2 separate regions of the Pan troglodytes genome follow, and region 1 is linked to region 2. Evidence: chromatin contacts called from public Hi-C data. All regions are on one chromosome and are shown on one strand. Each heading gives the region's core, a stretch centred on a gene start, on an enhancer-like site or on the middle of the called end of the contact. The rest is flanking DNA. Distances are from core to core; before and after follow the strand shown. Region 1 overlaps PPP2R3A (protein phosphatase 2 regulatory subunit B''alpha). Region 2 has its middle 240 kb from the start of PPP2R3A.

Region 1 (3,246 bases), core at 131-2,630, 270 kb before region 2:
AATTCTGCCTTTTTATTCAGACCATAATTCAATTGATGCCCAGTTAACTAGATGGAATCTTAGACATGGAATCTAATCCACTATTTTCAATCAGAGATCCAACCTAACTCAGAAGCACCATGCTATCCTGCGTCTAAGAGAAAGCTAGACTCCATGGTTTTGAAGCCCAATCCTGCCAGTGTGGCCTAATATAAGGTGGTTAACCTTGTCAGTCTGTTTCAACGGCAAAATGGAGAGAATAATAATACCCATCTCATGAAGATTAAGTTAACATATGTCAGATGCTTACAACAGTACCTAAGACTCAGGGAATGCACAATAAATATTATTGCTGTTATTGCTCTAATTCACTTATCAAACATTTCCTACTCTGTGCCTGACCCTGGGAGAATGATGCCAAATGACATATAGTGATGTCTTCGGAGTGCTCAATGTTTAATGAGGGCAGGGACAGAAGCAAGCAAGCACAGCAGCTATCAGGAGTGAGGCCAAGTTTCTCCCATTTTGCTCCCACAATTAATAAATGCTCTTTTCAGAAAAGTTGGACAATACTCACAAGCAGAAATAAACACTGTTGATATTCTTATGGATATACTTTAACTTTCTCTTGCAAAAATTTATAAATGTATGTATTTTTTACAAAATTTGGACCATACTATAACTTACTTTGACAATATCTTATAAATGTACTTCCAGGTCAAAATAGACATAGATCATTTTAATGAATAACATTCTATCATATAAATAAATGTAGCCATTTGTTATTGCTGAACATTTAGGTTATTTACTATTTGTTTTCAAATAAGCAGTGATAAATATTCTTTTACATTTATTTTACATAGCTCTTCAGTTATTTGCTTATAATATATTCCACACAGTAAAATGTTGAGTCAAAAGATGTGTGTGTGTGTGTACATATGCTTTTTCAAAAAAAGTCATTAGATACATAGGGCCAATCTAGAAGAGGGCCTGTTTCTCCATGTTTTCTTGGACTGATTCCTCTCTTTAAATTTTTGGTAATTTGATTGATGAAAAAAATGGAAGTACATTGTTTTAATCTTCATTTCCTTGATTGCTGGTAAGTCTGAATATCTTCTCATTTACCTATTAGACATTTTGTCATTGTTCACTTGTGAAGCCTTTCTTCATGTCCTTTGTCTGTTTTGAGAGGGAGCATCTGAATCAGACTGAGGAGTCAGGAAAAGCTTCCTGAAATATAGCGATGTAGGTACATAATTTTGAAGGATCAATGAGAGCTACTTAGACAAAAAGGAAGGGAAGAATACTCCAGGTAGAGGGAAACACATATGTGAAGGCAGAGAGGCAGAACACTGCACAGTGAATGCCGAAGTACAAGTAGTTCCAGCCAGTTTCACTGGGGGGCGTACAGAGACAAGCAAGAGGGCAGGAAAACAGAGCATACAGTCACAGTTGGCCTTTGTATGCTAAACTAAGGAGTCTGAACTTTATTCTGAAAGCTATGAGAAAAACAAAGACTTTTAGGCTAGAGAGTAAGAGTAACATGATGAAATTTGTTACAGAAAGATCACTGTAGCACCTGAGTGGAGGATAGATAGGAACCAGACTGAAGACCTAGAAATCGATTAGGAGGTTATGATAATAATCCATGCAAGAAGTGATGAGAATCTAAACCAAGTAGGTGACAGTAATAACAAAGAGGAGGGCACTGATTAGCCCAGGAGGAAGAATCCATAGAACAGCAGGAGGGGAAAGTGACAGGGTGGAATCTTGGATTTCTGGCTTAAGTACTGGGAGACTTGTGTTGCTAATCCTAAAACAGACTTTTTGTTTTTGTTTTACGGGGGGTGGCCACAGGACAGATAAAGTTATTTTCTGAATGTGTTGTTTGAGGAGGTACCTGCGGAATATCTAAGTGGTGATGACTGAATGAAATGTGAACACAAAAACCTGGAGGTCAGCAGAAAGATCTGGGTTGGAGACGCAGCTCTGAGAATTTACTCAGGGTGAGTGCATAAAGTGAGGGGAGCTCTGGACTGAGGAAAAGTTGAGGATCAATGACATTTCTGGGTTGAAGAGAGGAACAGAATTCTTAGAGGGAGTCTAAGAAGAAAGAGAAAAAGATAACAAGAAAACCAGGAGAAAGCAGTTTTATGGAGGCTGAAGAAGGGACTTTCCAAATGGAGGGCACTAGCACTGGATGTTACTAAGAGGTCCAGGAAAAACAAAAAACTGGATTTGCCAATATGAAGGTTGCTGGTATCCTTATCACGTGCAATTTCAGGGACTTGGTGTCAAAAAAAGTGGTGTAGGTAGACTAGATTTTCCATTAGTTTTTTTGCTAAGAAAAGGAGGGCTATAAAACGGCAGCTAGAAGAGAATGGAGATATGAATTTTTTCTTAAAGGATAGAAGATATTTGAGCTTGTGTACATGTTGAAGGGAAAGATCCAGAAAAAGCTTTGAGGACCCAGGAACTAGTAGCCAAAGCCCTGGTGAGGGGATTAGTCTCAGAGGAAGGTGGATACCTTTCCTAGTGAGGCAGGGGGAAAGAAACCAGTTTATAAATGGAAGAAGAAAAATACAAGGAATTTTTTTCCATGACAGGTTCAATTTTTCTCAGTGAAACTGAAAGCAAAATTATTGATTAAAGTTTAGGGGGCAGGAGAGGTATTAAGGAATTTGGGAAGATAGTGAAAATCTGAAATAGATGTTAATGAAAATAAGGAGGTATCTGATTAGCAACAGGCAAAAGTAAGGATAGATCCTGAAACACTGAGCAGGACTGATGTAGAAGTAGAGATGGTACAAATGACTAGCTTGATCTAGGGCTTCTCGTGAAGGCCAGAATACAAAAAGAAGTATGAGGTAATATGTTTATTGATTAAATAATGCTGATCAAGAAGGAGCAAAGGAGAGAAAAAGTTCCTTAGCAATTTACTAAAAATCTTCCACTAGGATGACATCTGTTTGTGCAATAAGCTTTAACTCTGTTAGATTAACCAACAAATATTTCTCTCTACATATTAGTGGGCACTTCATTAAATCATTTGAGATGTAGAAGGTCTATTTTTTCATCAGGCTTCTTTTAAAAGTTGATAGAAATAAAAGTGCCTCTGCTAACTTTAAGCAAAAAAATGTGAAGACAAGAAAACTTCAAAGTAGAAAGGAAAACCTTAAAAATTTTCACAAAAATGACAGTTTAGAAGAAAAGTTTGGTTATAAATACATTTTTACAAAGCAGCAGCCTTTAAATAACAGGAACAAA
Region 2 (3,625 bases), core at 203-2,702:
CAAGGAAATCAAACAACCTGCTCCTGAATGACTTTTGGGTAAACAATGAAATTAGGCAGAAACCAAGAAATTCTTTGAAATTAATAGGAACAAAGATGTAACATAACAGAATATCTGGGACACAGCTAAGGCAGTGTTAAGAGGGAGTTTATAACACTAAGTGCCCACCCAAACAATTGAAAAGATCTCAAATTAACAACCTAACATCACAACTAGAGGAACTAGAGAACCAAGAGCAAACCAACCCCAAAGCTAGAAGAATATAAAAAAATAACCAGAATTACAGCTGAACTGAAGGAAATTGAGATGCAAAAAACCATACAAAAGTCAATGAATCCAGGAGTGGGTTTTTTGAAAAAATACGCAAGTTAGATAGATAACTAGCTAGATTAATAAAGAAAAAAGAGAGAAAATTCAAATAAACAAAATCAGAAATGACAAAGGGGACATTACCACTGACCCCACAGAAATACAAAAAATCTTCAGAGAATACTACAAACATCTCTGTGCACACAAGCTAGAAAACCTAGAGGAAATGGAGAAATTACTGGAAATATACAACTTCCCAAGATTGAACTAGAAAGAGACTGAATCCATGAACCGATGAGTAAACAATTCAGAAATAGAATCAGTAATAAAAAGCCTATTAAACCGAATAGGTCTAGAACCAGATGGATTCACAGCCAAATTCTACCAAATGTATAAAAAGTTGGTACAATTCCTACTGAAACTATTGAAACTGCCTTTGCAAAATTATGACTGTGACAACGAAAGAGAAATCTAACTGACTCCATCTTGGCTCTAACCTTTAAGCTGTCCTTGTTCCTTTCTGGGCATAGGCTGAACTAACTATGGGAGGAACTTAGTTTATAGGTTAAAACAAAGATTATAGTAGCCCTTTCCCAAAACAAACCTCCTTCTTGCATGGTGACTAGGCGGTCTTTGTAGGACTAAGAAATTATCCACAAGATTAGAAATTATGATTTAGGAGTCATGCAGCTGGAGGCTACAAGATTCTGACCTTCCCTAAACTGCTCCTAAGATTAGTGCTTGAGATATTTTGTAGACCCTGCAGTGGATCAACTGGCACCACGCAGATTGATAAACTGGCTCATCTAATCTTGTTGCCCCCACTCAGGAGCTGACTCAGCATAATAAGACAGCTTTGACTCCCTATGATTTAATCTCTAACCTGACCAATCAGTACTCCTGGCTCACTGGCTTCCCCTCACCCACTAAGTTGTCCTTAAAAACTCTGATCCCTGAATGCTTGGGGAGACTGATTTGAGTAATAATAAAACTCTGGTCTCCCACACAGATGGCTCTGTTTGAGTTACACTTTTTCTATTGCAATTCCCATGTCTTGATAGATCAGCTCTGTCTAGGCATTAGGAAAGGTGAACCCATTGGGCAATTATTCTATTCCAAAAAACTGAGGAAGAGAGACTCCTCCCTAACTCATTCTGTGAGGGTAGTTCCATTCTGATGCTAAAACCTAGTGGAGACACAACAAAAAAGAAACTTCAAGTCAGTATCCTTGATTAACATAGATTAAAACATTCTCAACAAAACACTAGCAAACAACATTCAGCAGCATATCAGAAAGCTAATTCACCAAGATAAAGTAGGCTTTATCATTGGGATGCAAGGTTGTTTCAACGTATGCAAATCAACAACATAAATAGAACCAAAACCAAAAACCACATAATCATCTCAATAGATGCAGAAAAGGCTTCCAATAAAATTCAACCTCTGCTTCATGTTAAAAACTCTTAATAGAATAGGTATTGATGGAATATACTTCAAAATAATGAGTTATCTGTAAAAAAACCCACAGCCAACATCATACTGAATTGGCAAAAGCTGCAAACATTTCCCTGGCAATCCAGAGCAAGACAAGGATGCCTCCTTTCACCATTCCTACTCAACATTGTACTGGAAGTCCTAGCCAGAGCAATCAGACAAGGGAAAGAAATAAAAGGCATCCAAATAGGAAGAGAAAAAGTCAAACTATCTCTCTTCACATATGATATGATTTTATACCTGGAAAACCCCATAGTTGCTGCCCAAAAGCTCCTCAGTCTGACAAATAACTTGAGCAAAGTCACAGGATACAAAATCAATGTACCAAAATCAGTATCATTTTTATACACCAATAACATCCAAGCTGAGAGCCAAATCAAGAATGCAAGCCCATTCATAATAGCCCCCAAAAGAATAAAATACCTAGAAATACAGCTAACCCTGGAGGTGAAAGAGCTCTACAACAAGAATTACAAAACACTGCTGAAAGAAATCAGAGATGAATAAACAGATGGAAAAACATTCCATGCTCATGGATAGGAAGAATCAATATTGTTAAAATGGCCATACTGCCTGAAGAAATTTACAAATTCAATGTTCTTTGTATCAAATTACCACTGACATTCTTCACCGAATTAGAAAAAACTATTCTAAAATGCATATGGAATAAAAAGTGAGCCCAAATAGCCAAGGCAATCCTAGGCAAAAACAACAAGCCAGAGGCATCACATTACTCAACTTCAAACTATACTACCAGGCTGCAGTAACCATAATGCCATGATACTGGTACAAAAACAGACACATAGGGCAATAGAACATAATAGAGAGCCCAGAAATAATGCTGCACATCTACAACCATCTGATCTTCAACAAAGTTGACAAATGCAAGCAATGGAGAAAGGATTCCCTATTCAGTAAATGGTGCTGGGATAACTAACTAGCCATATTTGAAACTGGACACTTTCCTTACACCATATACAAAAATCAACTCAAGATGGATTAAAGACATACATGTAAAAACCTAAAACTAGAAACACCCTGAAAGACAACCTAGGAAATATTATTATAGACATAGACCCTGGCAAAGATTTCATGATGAAGATACCAAAAGCAATTGCAACAAAAACAAAAATTGTCAAATAAGACCTAATTAAACTGAAGAGCTTTTGCACAGCAAAAGAAACTATCAACAGAGTAAACAGATAACCTAGAGAATGGAAGAAAATTTTTGCAAACTATTATTCATCCAACAAAGGTCTAATGTCCAGAATCTATAAGGAACTTAAACAAATTCACAAGCAAAAACAAACAACCCTATTAAAAAATGGGCAAAGGAAATGAACAGACACTTCTCAAAAAAGACATACATGCAGCCAACAGGCTTATAGAAAATGCTCAACATCACTAATCATTAAAGAAATGCAAATCAAAACCACAATGTGACACCATTCCATGCTAGTCAGAATGGCTATTATTAAAAAGTCAAAAAATAACAGATCCTAGTGAGGCTGTAAGGAAAACGGAACACTTATACAGTGCTTGTGGGAATGTAAATTCATTCAGCCACTGTGGAAAGCGATTTGGAGATTTCTCAAATAACTCAGAGCAGAATTACCATTCAACCCAGCAATCCCATTATTGGATACCTACCCAAAGGAATGTAAATTGTTCTACCCTAAAGAAACATGTGCACATGTGTTCATTGCAGCACTATTCACAATAGCAAAGACATGGGATCAACCTAGATGCCCATCAATGATAGATTGGATAAAGAAAATGTGCTACATATACACCATGGAATGCTACACAGCTGTAAAAAGAA

Evidence for each region. A called contact is a pair of places that touch in the nucleus more often than the background predicts.
Region 1: a contact with region 2 is called in a Hi-C map of induced pluripotent stem cells, with 2.1 times the contacts expected there. The contact joins two enhancer-like sites. A contact is called at or near these places in 2 of 7 Hi-C or Micro-C datasets (both in induced pluripotent stem cells).

Annotation. Positions count from the first base shown.
Region 1 is chr2:139,236,080-139,239,325 of NHGRI_mPanTro3-v2.0_pri, reverse strand. All of the region lies in intron 1 of PPP2R3A (protein phosphatase 2 regulatory subunit B''alpha), which reads right to left. Among named protein-coding and RNA genes, the nearest start is that of PPP2R3A, 32 kb to the right of the region's middle. Within about 2 kb of position 1,380, at least 7 of the 24 cell types and tissues checked have an H3K27ac peak or open chromatin away from gene starts, as enhancers often do. A contact at or near this core is called in induced pluripotent stem cells, where this site is marked.
Region 2 is chr2:138,965,943-138,969,567 of NHGRI_mPanTro3-v2.0_pri, reverse strand. No RefSeq gene overlaps it. Among named protein-coding and RNA genes, the nearest start is that of PPP2R3A, 240 kb to the left of the region's middle. Within about 2 kb of position 1,452, at least 1 of the 24 cell types and tissues checked has an H3K27ac peak or open chromatin away from gene starts, as enhancers often do. A contact at or near this core is called in induced pluripotent stem cells, where this site is marked.